Linked DNA regions of Sus scrofa: regions 2 and 3 are each linked to region 1. The links are chromatin contacts, called in public Hi-C and HiChIP or PLAC-seq maps. All regions are on one chromosome and are shown on one strand. The core of a region is the stretch at or near the end of the contact, and the rest is flanking DNA. Distances in the headings are between cores, read along the strand shown. Region 1 overlaps ABCA1 (ATP-binding cassette, sub-family A (ABC1), member 1). Region 2 has its middle 32 kb from the start of SLC44A1. Region 3 holds the start of SLC44A1 (choline transporter-like protein 1).

Evidence for each region. Hi-C and Micro-C count contacts between places; a contact is called where the count stands out from the background. HiChIP or PLAC-seq counts read pairs in DNA pulled down with a chosen protein or histone mark.
Region 2: an H3K27ac HiChIP or PLAC-seq map of alveolar macrophages shows a contact between it and region 1. The contact joins two enhancer-like sites. A contact is called at or near these places in 2 of 2 datasets of contacts at active chromatin or transcription factors (alveolar macrophages and skeletal muscle).
Region 3: a Hi-C map of skeletal muscle shows a contact between it and region 1, with 2.7 times the contacts expected there. The contact joins the promoter of SLC44A1 here to the enhancer-like site in region 1. A contact is called at or near these places in 1 of 5 promoter capture datasets (fetal liver) and 1 of 47 Hi-C or Micro-C datasets (skeletal muscle).

The regions. Positions count from the first base shown.
Region 1 is chr1:246,225,010-246,229,150 of Sscrofa11.1, forward strand. All of the region lies in intron 5 of ABCA1 (ATP-binding cassette, sub-family A (ABC1), member 1), which reads right to left. Among named protein-coding and RNA genes, the nearest start is that of ABCA1, 51 kb to the right of the region's middle. Within about 2 kb of position 1,567, at least 51 of the 83 cell types and tissues checked have an H3K27ac peak or open chromatin away from gene starts, as enhancers often do. A contact at or near this core is called in alveolar macrophages, fetal liver and skeletal muscle, where this site is marked.
Region 2 is chr1:246,514,445-246,518,428 of Sscrofa11.1, forward strand. No RefSeq gene overlaps it. Among named protein-coding and RNA genes, the nearest start is that of SLC44A1, 32 kb to the right of the region's middle. Within about 2 kb of position 1,372, at least 13 of the 83 cell types and tissues checked have an H3K27ac peak or open chromatin away from gene starts, as enhancers often do. A contact at or near this core is called in alveolar macrophages, where this site is marked.
Region 3 is chr1:246,546,331-246,550,564 of Sscrofa11.1, forward strand. It overlaps SLC44A1 (choline transporter-like protein 1), which reads left to right and starts at 2,211. Exons shown (of 16, transcript XM_021067056.1): 1 at 2,211-2,464. The coding sequence starts at 2,429.

The DNA of each region.
Region 1 (4,141 bases), core at 317-2,816:
AGTGCCTCGCACAGCGGAGGTGGGTGGGGAAGGAATGGAGGAACACAAGGGAGCAAATCAAGTCATGAGCTGTAGTGATCTGCTGTGGGACAAAACAGGACATGCGTGTGAAACAAACCCGTCAAGAGAGCGCTCAGGTCTCCGGAAGTTCCCCCCACCCCACAGGTGCATCAGCCCAGGTCAGGAAGACAGTCAGGAGAGTGGGAGCTGGAGGCAGGGCGTGGGGACATGTCCATAACAAGACAAGTGGGGATGACAAGAGCATCTACCTCACAGGGCTGAGCTGGAGGTTAAATGAGGTCCCAGTAGGAAGCCTGGAACCAAGAAAAGGTCTCCATAAAGGATAAACTAACACCATCATCACTTTCAGAAAAGACACCTCAGTGGCTTCATTGCTAGTCTGACCCCAAAGCATATGCTTTCAGAATAGATAAGAACAGAGGAGCAACTGTGCCAACTAAGTCGATGCTGAATTTTTGATCTAAGATATATGTGTATGTGCACATGCACGCGTGCGCATGTGTGTTGTGTATTTGCCTGGCTGAGTTCCTGCATCAGAAAAAAGGATTAATTTTTTCTGCTGATACTGTCTATTAGGGGAAGAAAAGGTTGAATGTGACTGATTTGTCTATTCAGAACTTTAGAGAATCAACGGAATGATCACCTCTATAGGATCACTGCAAGGACGGACACAGGAGGAAGATGACAAGTAAGAGCAACCAATGGCTGGAGGCAAGATAGAGAACACTTAATGGAAAAGACAACCAGTCCTTGGCCATTTACTCTTGCCCACATGACCTTATCTGTAATGGGTGGGTGGGTTGTAGACGATGATTTCAGAGGTCTTCTTATTGTTGGTACTGAAAGGTACTAAGTCAGCACTCAACAGGCATCAGAAGATCTGAATTCAGGTCCCAGCTCTGCTGTTTCCTAACCGTGTAACCATTAACCTCACTCTTCCCCTTTTCTGACTCTCTCTGGCCTCCTCAGTTTCCTTAGACGTAAGATGGGGTAATAATAACAGGCACAGGTTGTTGTGCAAACCCAGATCAAGAAAGTACAAGTACCCTTTTGGAGGCAAGAGTCTCATGAGCTTCCACGGGTCACTGAGAGGATGTACCTGCTGTCAGAGAACACGGTCATCCAGTTGCTGGACCAGTCACTAAATAAAACGTTGCGTCCCTGCTGCCCTGCAGACAAGACAGAAAGTCCCCATCCAGCAAAAGGCCCCGAGAACCTCCCTGCTGCCATCTCTCCGATATGGACCAAAATACTTGATCCCCTGAACTCAGCCTCCTTAGTTTTGCCTTGAGGAGCCCATGGTGCATGTCCTTTTCCAGAGAATTTTACTTTGGGTGCAGGAGAGTGGGGCAAAGAAAAGGAGAAAAAAACAAAAAAACAAAAAACCGATTCAAGAGCTTAGAGTCTAAAGAACAAAAAAAGTGAAATGTGTGTTTGTGGGCTGAGGACAAACAGGACAGAATTCTCAGTCTCTTGCCAGTCCTCTGGGCAGGCTCTCAGCACAGGCTAAGGAAATTCTTCTGTGGGAGGCAGAGAGGGGTGGGAGGGCAGGACTCTTGCACCAGGGGGATGCTTTCATCCCCAGAGTGTTCCTCCTGCTTCTTCCCCAGCCTGCCCTGAGTGCAATGGAGGAGAAGGGGGGAGGGACGGGGGGGGGGGGCGGCAGGGAGGGCAGCCTCCCAGGAAAGCGGAGGAGGGAAACCCTCAGCTGAGCTGGCTGCGGCGGCGGGGTTACTCTCGGTCAATGCCCTCCAGTCCCCAGCTCAGTTTCAAGATCGCTGTAGTCTCTTTTGTTCAACATAAAAAGAAACCACAGCGATCAGCTGCTTGAGAAGTAGATGGAGGAGGCAAAGGAAGAAAAAGGAGAAGCAGAGAAAGAGATCATGTCAGCATCTAAGGCCCAGATACTCTTCTTAAAAGGACACCCAGGGGGTCTCCCAGCCCTGACCCATCACACCGGCAGTGGCCTCGAGGGGTCTCAGCCAGATCTCACTCCTGGCTTTACTCAGCCTAAGCCAAGCCTTATAAACAAGAAGACCTCAAAACATTTCTCTGCCAGAAGAGGGCTGGGAACAAACATGCTCAGCTTCTTCTGGGTGTTTGTTGCTGTTGTTGTTTTGGTTTGTTTTCCTGATGTTAGGGCTCCACTTTCTTCAAGAGTAGCTCCTGCCTGCTTCTCTGAGAGGGGTGCAGCCCTCAGGGAAAACCAGGGCCTCTGTGGGAACGTCAGGGCTCTAGAGAAGGGAGTTAGGCAGAGTGACCTGGCTGCTCCCTGAGGTGACTCCTCAGAGCAGGTGGGAGGAGGCTGGGAGCCTGCGGTCAGCACCTCTCCCTGCTGTTCATCTGGGCCCCAGCATCCCAACCGAGGAACAGTGGAGGTTTGCTGAGGGATCCCAAGACACCCCTGAAAGATCTAGAGTCTGGCTAACATGGTTCCTATCTCAGTTCTAGAAGTTTTCAGTTATGGGGCCTTGAAGAAGTCACTTGGGCTCTCTGATCCTGTATTTTTCTCTAAACAAAGGCTGATCATACCGGGGGAGAGGGTGGCTTAAGTAAATACTAAAGACACTAAATGTCTTACTGACTCACACATATTGTAAGAAAAAATATAAGCTTAGAAATCAAACAAGCTCAAAATAATTGTTGATAAAGTCTTGGATGACACTTACGTGAAGGGTTCCACAGAGAAACCAGAATATGTAGGCTTCTGCTTCCTGAACCCTTTGTGGCAAGTCCCAGGGAAGCCAGATACTTCTCCTGAGACCAACGGGAGCATCACAACTTTAGGAACCACATATTCTTTATTCTACATGGAATGGAACTTGCATTAGTTCAACAAACTTCTAAATGGCTGCTGAAGCAAAATACCAGAACTATGATTTCAAGTGGCAATAGTTCTTGGAGCTCCTTGAAGGCAGGAGCCTGTAATAAAAGATGCTGTATAAAAACAGAATCCCTGCCCTTGCCTTCCAAGAGATGGACAGAGGGTCAGGTGAGCAGAACTGGGAGTCTCCAGCCTTCTCTGCCACTGTAGAATCTGTCAACACTGAAATGGAGGGATGGAGAGAGACATGACATGTCTTTCCCAGATCCATCTACGAAGGCAACAGTATACCTGTGTCTTACTGAGAGGTGGGCAAAGTGGGAGAGGTTGTCAGGAGCCCCTGGAACCAGGACTGACATCAGCTAATAAGAAGCTGAATGGTAACCAGGTCCTCAAAGCACGAATGGAGACTGTGCCCCAGAGGGAGAGGGTGACCTGTTCATACTGGCCAGGACCTCTGCTAATGCAGTGGAGGTGGTGGCACAGTCCAGCTGGCTTGGGAAGCCCAAAGGGAAAAGAAAGGGAACACTGAGGAGGTAGCACTAGTCACAGTGAGTTCTGGATCTAAAGAAAAAGAGAGAAAGAGTCAAGAGCCAATATTAGACAAAGCAAGAAAACTCCTGGGAGAACTCTGCACGGAGAACCCTTTGTGAAGGCCAGAGAGGTGGAAGGTGAGGAAGGATGTCCAGAAAAGGCAAGGACTTCAAGAGAGAAGATGAGATCAAAATAGGGGGAAAGAGAGTCTAGAAACAGAAAAGACCAAATCAGACAGAAAGCACAGACAGAAAAAGAGCTGGGAGGAAAGAAGAGAGTTTGAGGCATTCAACTCTTGCTCATGAGCTGGTCTTTGAAAATGAGACTAGATGCTCCTAACACCTTGACTGAGGGATCAGAATCAGCCTGCAGAGCCCTGAGAAGGCCAGGAAGATGGGATGGACGCGAAGATGAGTTTATGAATTAGGGGCTGAAGAGAGTTCTTCCTAGCGCTGGGCTAAGGAAGAACTGTTAAAATATATATTTTTATATGGTATAAAATACCATGGTGTGTGTGTGTGTGATATAAAGTGCTTAATTTGTTCTTTTAAATTTGATAAAAATGTATTAAGGGACATAGCAGTGCTTTATCAGCAGAGGAAGGGGATTAAAATGTACCGAACATCAAATACATTATATGTACTACAATGCTTAAAACAAGTTTATAGAAAGATATTATTTTTCCCGTTTTTCAAATGAGGAAACAGATCCAGAGATGTTAATATCCTGCTCAAGGTTACAGAGCAAGCAAGTGGTAAATGT
Region 2 (3,984 bases), core at 122-2,621, 290 kb after region 1:
CTCCCTGACTACATTGACTGACTGAGGTGAAGAGGAAATCATAAACAAAAATTATAGCCATTTGAGTTTCATTACATTAACATTGCAGCATGAAGCCAAAAAAAAAAAATATTGCTAAGAAACCATAATAATCATGGCAGCTAGCCTTTATTGAAAGCTGACTTCAGGCTAGGCACTAAGATACATATCATTTGTCACAACAAGGCTTTGACTACTTTGTTTTACAAATGAGGAAATTGAGACTTAGATTATGTAACTCACCCAAGGTTCCACAGTTGAGATGAAGCTGAGCCAGAATCCAAATCCACTGCATGAGTTTGCTAGGGCTGCCATAACAAAGTGTCACTGAGTGAGTGATTTAAACAAGAGAAATTAATTTTCTCTCAGTTCTGGAAGCCAGAAGTCTAAGAGCAAGGTGTGGGTAGGGTTGATTCTTTCCAAGAGCCATGAGGGAAAGGTGTGTTCCCAGCTTCTCTCCTTTCCAGGCAGAGCCTTTTTGATCTCAGAGAACCTCAACTCCTGCCTCAGTCTCCATGTCCTTTGCAGAGGCCAACCCCCTGCCTGGAAGGTCTGTCCTCATACATCTGCCTAACTCCTGTTTAACTTCCAAAGCTGACAGTAGGAACCACCTCCCTGTGGAAGACCTCCTTATCTTGCCAGATTCTTCTGAGCTTCCTATTCTTGCTACTGGACCTAAAGGTCTCTCATGGAGAGAAAAGTGGGCAGTGTCTCAATCCCTATAGGTTGGCACATCACAGTGCTGAGGAAATGTTTGACCATTTGACCCTCTGCCTCACTCAAATCCCACAGCACTGGCAGACCCCTGACTGGTGATTGTTTGCTTGGACTTTGAAAAATCCCTGTGGCCTTGTCTTCCAGACGTTATAAGTCATTGATTTCCATTGTTTATCATCCTCTGACTTGTGGCTGCCCAAGCCCTGGGCACCATGCCCATTTCACCAAGCCCCCTGGTACCCTCTGCCTGTCATGTTCCAGTCTGATAGATTAATCCTCCTTTTACCTGCCTCTACCCAGCATTCCTTCTCTATCACCACGAAAAAGGATAGGATAGTCTGTACTTGAATACATGAGTGTGTGTGTGTGTGTGTGAAAGAGAGACAGACAGAGAGAGCCAGACTGTCTCAAGCAAAAAAGGAATGTCTGAGCTTATGAAACTAGAAATCCCAGCAACACTGTTCAGCTTCAGTTCATACAACAAGCTCAGCCCCTTCACCAGTCTCCACAATATAATCGTGAATGCTGAACATCTCATTCATTTAGAACATTGGACCAAAGATTTGTGCCTCCCCACAAAGGGTTGCATCATGTGGCAGACATCTCCCTGCTGTTGCATGGTGGTTGCACCCTCTGCCCTCCCCCTTCTCTGCCGTCTCTTAAGGAACAACACAATCCATCTCCTTGCCTCATGCAAAGCAGGTTAGCGGACATCTTTTCTTGATGGACAAGGCCCTTGGGACTTCACTTTCCACCCCAAATGTCATTGCAAAGTATTTCTTCTAATCAACCAGAGAGCTCTCCCTCAGACAGTTCTGATGACCAACATTTTCTCCACCTCACTGCTCGCCAGTGTTCACAGCACTGCCCTTTGGCTGTGGATAAAGCTTATACCTCAGGCTCCAAACCAGAAGAGTGGATGACTGAGAGAGCAGAGGGCTTACACAGAGGGAAGCATCCCCTGGGCAAGGAGCCTGACCAGTTCATCCCCCCCCCGCCCCCGCCCCAAGTTACCACATAGCCCAGAACAGTATCTGGAACATACAAGGCACATTTGATACTGTTTGTGGAGTGCAGAGTCATTTGAGTGATTAACCAGCATGTCTTATGAGGCAGGGAAAAGATGATTCATAACACTTGGAGAAAGGCAGGGCTTAGGAGGGCCAGGGCCGGGCAAGATGTACAAGAAGGGAGTCATTTACACTTCCTCCCTTGGGTAGAAGGCAATTTCCTGAACTTTAAAAAAAATGTGTCCCGGACTTTCTGCTGTGGTGCAATGGGATTAGCAGCATCTATGCAACACCAGGACTCGGGTTCAATCTCCAGCACACACAGTGGATTAAAGGCTCTGGCGCTGGAGTTTCCGTTGTGGCGCATCGCTTAACAAATCCGACTAGGAACCATGAGGTTGCGGGTTCCATCCCTGGCTGTGTTCAGTGGGTTAAGGATCCAGCGTTGCCGTGAGCTGTGGTGTCGGTTGCAGACACAGCTCGGATCCCGCGTTGCTGTGGATCTGGTGAAGGCCGGCGGCTACAGCTCCAATTAGACACCTAGCCTGGGAACCTCCATGTGCTAAGGGTGCAGCCCTAGAAAATCCAAAAAAAATAAATAAATAAATAAATAAATAAAAAGTAAAGGCTCTGGCGTTGCCTCAGCTGCAGTGTAGTTTGCAACTGTGGCTCCAATCTGATCCCTGGCCCGGGAACTTCATATGCTGAGAGGTGGCCTAAAAAGAAAAACAAAGGACCTGAATAGACAGTTCTCCAAGAAGATGTACAGATGGCCAACAAACACCTGAAAAAATCTCAACATCCCTGATTATTAGAGAAATGCAAATCAAAACTACCATGAGATACGACCTCACACCAGTCAGAATGGCCATTATTAATAACTCCACAAATAACAAATGCTGGAGGGAGGTGTGGAAAAAAGGGAAACCTCCTGCACTGTTGGTGGGAATGTAAACTGGTACAGCCACTATGGAGAACAGCATGGAGGTACCTTAGATATCTACACATAGAACCACCATATGATCTAGCAACCCCACTCTTGGGCATATATCCCGACAAAACTTTCCTTAAAAAAGATACATGTACCCGCATGTTCATTGCAGCACTGTTCACAATAGCCAAGACATAGAAACAACCCAAATGTCCATCGACAGAGTATTGGATTAGGAAGATGTGGTATATACACACAATGGAATACTACTTAGCCATAAAAAAGAATGACATAATGCCATTTGCAGCAGCATGGAGGGAACTAGAGACTCTCATCCTGAGTGAAATAAGTCAGAAAGAGAAAGACAAATACCATATGATATCACTTATAACTGGAATCTAATATACAGCACAAATGAACCTTTCCACAGAAAAGAAAATTATGGACTTGGAGAATAGACTTGTGGCTGCCAGAGGGGAGAGGGAGGGAGTGGGAGGGATCGGGAGCTTGGGGTTAACAGGTGCAAACTCTTGCCTTTGGAATGGATTTACAGTGAGATTCTGCTGTGTAGCTTTGAGAACTATGTCTAGATACTTACATCGCAACACAACAATGCGTAACTTAATCCATGCTGTACAGTGAAAAAGAAAGAAAGAAAAAGAGAGAGAGAGAGAAAGAAAAATGCGTTCCCATTGTGACTCAGCAGTAACAAACCCAACTGGCATCCATGAGGATGGGTTCCATCTGTGGCCTCATTCAGTGGGTTAAGGATCCAGCATTGCCGTGAGCGGTGGTGGGTGTCGAAGATGAGGCTCCGATCTGGAGTTGCAGTGGCTGTGCCATAGGCTGGTAGCTGCAGTTTCAAATAACCCCTAGCCTGGGAACTTCCATATGCTGCACATATGGCCCTTAAAAAGCAAAACAAAACCAAAACCAAAAACGTGCCCTATATTTGCTGCCTTTGGTAACTACTCATTTCCTTTATTTCTTTGTTTTTTATTTCATGATCAGTATTGTAAGTACATATATCCTTTTTTTTTTTTTAATTTCATTTGCTTTGGGAATATAAGACTGCGGGGAGCTAGTTTAAAAGAAATCAAAATGTTCTGAACTGATCCAAGCTAATCTGGCCAGTCAGCAGCTACAAGCTTTTGAGGTAAACATCAGTAGCCTCCAGTGCTCATAGGTGGGTGGTGGCATTCATCAGCTCCCGTCCTACTGCCACACCAGGTGAAGTCTCAGGCCTCATTCTGCCAGAGCTACAAATGCGTACTAACCAGCAGGTGCACAAACAGTCCTGCAACTGGT
Region 3 (4,234 bases), core at 961-3,460, 320 kb after region 1:
CCATATTGACTCTGCTAAGAGAAACAACTCCCCTTTCCTTGATTATAAAGAGGGAAGACAGATGGCTTCTTGTTTAAGACTGTAATTTTACTTTCAGCCTCCTCCCTCAGTTAAAAACAAGATGTACTTTGAGGCTTTGAGGGAAAAATCTCAAGGGAAGGTTTTTTTATTTCTGGTGTATTGAATAATTCAACAAACATTTGAAAGAGCTGAGACAGATACAAAGGAGAAAATGCTTTTCCTTGTTCTCAGGGAGTTTACAATCTAATGGTGGAGTTTACAATCAGAATTGGGACCAGAGCCATTAATGGCCTAATGGTTATTGGTAACATACTTAGGATTCACCAGCCCAGTGGTATGGTGAACCCTCTGATCAAATTGTAAAGGAACACAGGGAGAATACAGGGGAAGAATTAATGATCTCAAGCAGTACTTAATGAATCCTTACTATTCTACTAGTTACTTTCATTTATTATTTAATCTTTATTTTATTTTATTTATTTATTTTTTGGCTGTGCCCTCCATGTGCAGAAGTTCTTGGGCCAGGCATCCAACCAACGCCACAGCAGTGACCCAAGTCATAGCAGTGACAATGTGGGTTCCTTAACCCACTAAGCCACCAGAGAACTTCATATATTGTTTAATCTTGACACCCACTCTTCCTGGTTAACCTTATTATCTGTTTTTCACAGAAGCGGAGAAAGAGGCTAAGAGAAGTGACATATTCTGGTCACAGACCCAAGAAATTGAAACACACAACTGGAAATTCTTTGGCTTTTTCTTTGGCTGTCCCCAGGTTCCCATTGTGACTTTGCTTTCCCTTTCAAGGCACATAAAGTCAATTTACTTCTGTGCTATTTCCCCCCACCCCAGACTTTGAGTAGTCTTTTTTGTTCTTTTCTTCTTTTTTTTAGGGCAGCTGGAGAGGCATATGGAAGTTCCCAGGCTAGACTGTGAATAGGAGTTTTAGCTGCCAGTCTATTTCAGAGCCACAGCAAGTAGGATCCGAGCACAGCGACGCTCCTTAACCCGCTGATTGAGGCCAGGCATCGATTGAGGCCAGGCATCGAACTTGCAACCTCATTGATACTAGTCGTATTTGTTTCTGCTATGCCACAAAGGGAACTCCCTGAGTAGTCTTTAAAACTTCATGCCTTTCATTTGCAAACTTTTTTTTTTCTTTTCTGATTGTCTTTAAGGAAACATGTAAAGGACTTGTAATAGTGCCTTGTAAGTGGTTCTCTTAATATTAAGCATGATTTTTGGTTTTATTCCTGCTACATTTTAGCTGTTTTCATCTCATACCATTTCTCAGCGACTTAGGGTTGTAAATTTCTTGAAGGTGGTGACCACGCCTACTCTGTCGATAATGCATTGCGTATGTATGTAGCAATGGGGACAGCAGAAGCGTTGGCTCTTTTGTTCACCTTTTTATTCTTAGTGCCTATAAACTACTGTAATTTAGTATACCCTCAGCATATATATGTCTTAATACAATGAATTAATACTCGTTTATTGTATTTGTGGTCTATTCTGCACAAAAAGTATCTATCCTTCAGATCCGATATGTCTCTGAATTGAAAGACCTGGAGAACTTTCTGCCCTTTCCCTATTTTCAGCTGTTTATAAGAAGTTCGACCTTGAGTGAGTTCCCTTAGGCTCTCGGTGCCCTTCAAGGCTCAGTTTCCACATCAGCAAAATGGGGCGAGTAGCAACAGATGATCCTCGTCTTCTATCATCTACTCCTTCTCCAGGGATTTATCGTGTACCTTTTCCTCTGGATTAACATCAGCCACCCCTCGGGTTGCGCGCCTCGCCCATGCCTCCGGAAGCAACCCGGCCCCATTTCAGCAGCGAGCCTGCTCAACTCTCGGGCGCCCCAGCCTCAGGCGCCCTCTTGCCCTGAGGTAGCGCTCTGCCTCGGTGCCACAGTTAAATGGGCTCGGCACCGCGCAGGCTCCGACGCGCGCTGAAGGGCCCGGCCTCGTTTTGGCCGCAGCCGCCCGGCCGCCCGCGCGGCGCTGCACTGGGGGCGGGGAGTCTGATGGGAGACGCGAGCGGCGCTGAGGAGGCGGCTGCCCGGGAGAGGGAGCGGGAGAGGGACTGGGCGCGGGAGGCGGGAGGCGGGGGACAGGGGGAGGCGCCGTCGCCGCCGCCGCCCGCCCCTTTCCGCTGGGGAGCAGCTGCAGCAGCAGGAGCGGAGCAGGAGCCACGCAGCCACCACCGCCGCCGCCGGGGGATGTGGCCGGCGCCTGCCCCGAGTCGCGCCGCCTCCTGAGTACCTGCCGCCGCCCGAGCAGCCGCCGCCACCGCCGAGCAGTGCGGGGCCAGGCCGCGCCCTCCCCGGGCGCCCGCCGGCTCGCATGCCGAGGGGCTCCGGGGCGTAGCTGCGCGCCCGGCGCCGCCTCCGGGCTCCTCCGGCCCCGCCATGGGCTGCTGCAGCTCCGCCTCCTCAGCCGCGCAGGTGAGGGGCTCCCGCCTCCCGGCCGCCCGCCCGGATGCCTCTCCCGCACCGCGTTGCGCCGCGGGCGCCCGCTGCCTCCCACTACCCGCAAGCCTCCCTTCGGCCCACGGTGCACTCCAGAGACCCCCACCTCCGCCTCCCTCTCCTGCCTCCCTCTGTCCCGCAGATGCCCCCGCGCTGGCTCCCGAGGCTGCTGACTCGCAGGCGCCTCTGCGCGGCCCCCAGGGCGCCTCTAGCTCTGCCCGGCCCCTTTCCGACTTGGCAGCCTCCTCCCAGTCACACCTGAGCGGCCCCGTCCCGCCAGCCTGCAGGTACTGGCAACAAGGGCGCCTGCTCTCTGCCCCAGGTGGCACCCCTTCCTTCGTCTTGTGGGCCTGGCTCCTCTCTTCCCACCTCCTTGGAGACTTCCCTCGCCCCATCCACTGACTATTTTCTGTGCTTCCTGGAGGAGTACCCCCAGTATGGGCTGTTTACCCCTTTCCCACCTTATTACAGTTTCTGCTCTATTCGATATTGTGTCCCCTTTCTCTTGCCAGCGCCCCCCGTCCGGGTTCAAGTGTTTAAGCGAGTCCCGGAGCCCTTCTTCGATCCGCTTTCCCAATTCTAGTCGCTTGCCTCCTACCCCATCCCCCCTTTGTGCCTTGACCCCGGGCACCGCGGCCTCTTCGTAAACCGAGGCCCCTGCGGGAGCGCTGGGACTGGGTAGGGAAGGAGATTGGGCACCTGGTGGGTGACGGGAGCGTTACGGAAACTCCCTCTTTGTTGCCAGTGTAACAGGAGAAAGAGGTGCCGAATTTAGTTTTTCTGTGGGCACTGGCTGAATGTTGTCGCTGAGGGCTGAGATGCAGAGATTTCTCCCAGCTTCCACCCTGCCCCCATCCAAATTTCGCTAACCTCCCTCTCGCCAATCCGAGCCCTTAACCTGGACAGAAATGTTTAGACAACTGTATAAGGATCAAATGTAATAGGACTTGACTGATGGCCACTAATAACTGAGAGGACCTGTTTGTAAATTACCTAATTTAGTGGATTAGTGAGTGTATTTACAAATACGATAAAAAGCAATCAGGAATACTGCATCAAACTGTCTGGTGGTGGTGTATGAAAAATAGGCTCTGACAACGCCTGGGATGTAATCTCACAGTTTCATTAGCGTAGAATTTAACTGTGGTCTTTGATTTGTTTGTTTTGGGGGGAGACAAGGGCTCTTGTTTTTAGAAATAAAGGAGGGTCGGTTCTTGGTGAAGAAAAATGCTAGTTTGGGAAAATAATTCCTTCAGAGATCTGGCATCTGTGATAATGCCAGAAGTGTTTTGCTGCTGCTAAATGACTATATATAACTCAGTTTTAAATAACCTGCATACTTGTTTCGAAAATCTGAGATCTGTTAGAGAGAGAATGACTAGAATTGCAGAGGACATTTATGCTTTATTAAGTATCCATCCTATTTGTCCATTTCTTTTTTGGGTGTTTGCTTACTCGTGTGCTTTTTTTTTTTCTTTCCCTACTAGGATCACAGTCAGACGGATTGCTTTAGTTAAACCTTCCTGTTCAGTTAGAATAACAAAGAAAAACTATATATACTAGTGTTACCAAGGGTCGATAGACCACGGTTTTCATGTTAACAGATAAAGGTGTGAAATCACACAATACCTTTCAATTGGTTAGGCGTTTGGGGGAAGTAGGAGGAATCACGTTAAGTGTATTTTCTTAAATATTATTTTCAACAAAAAGGTGGCTTTCCTGTTGCCTTTCTTTTAAGAACTAGGT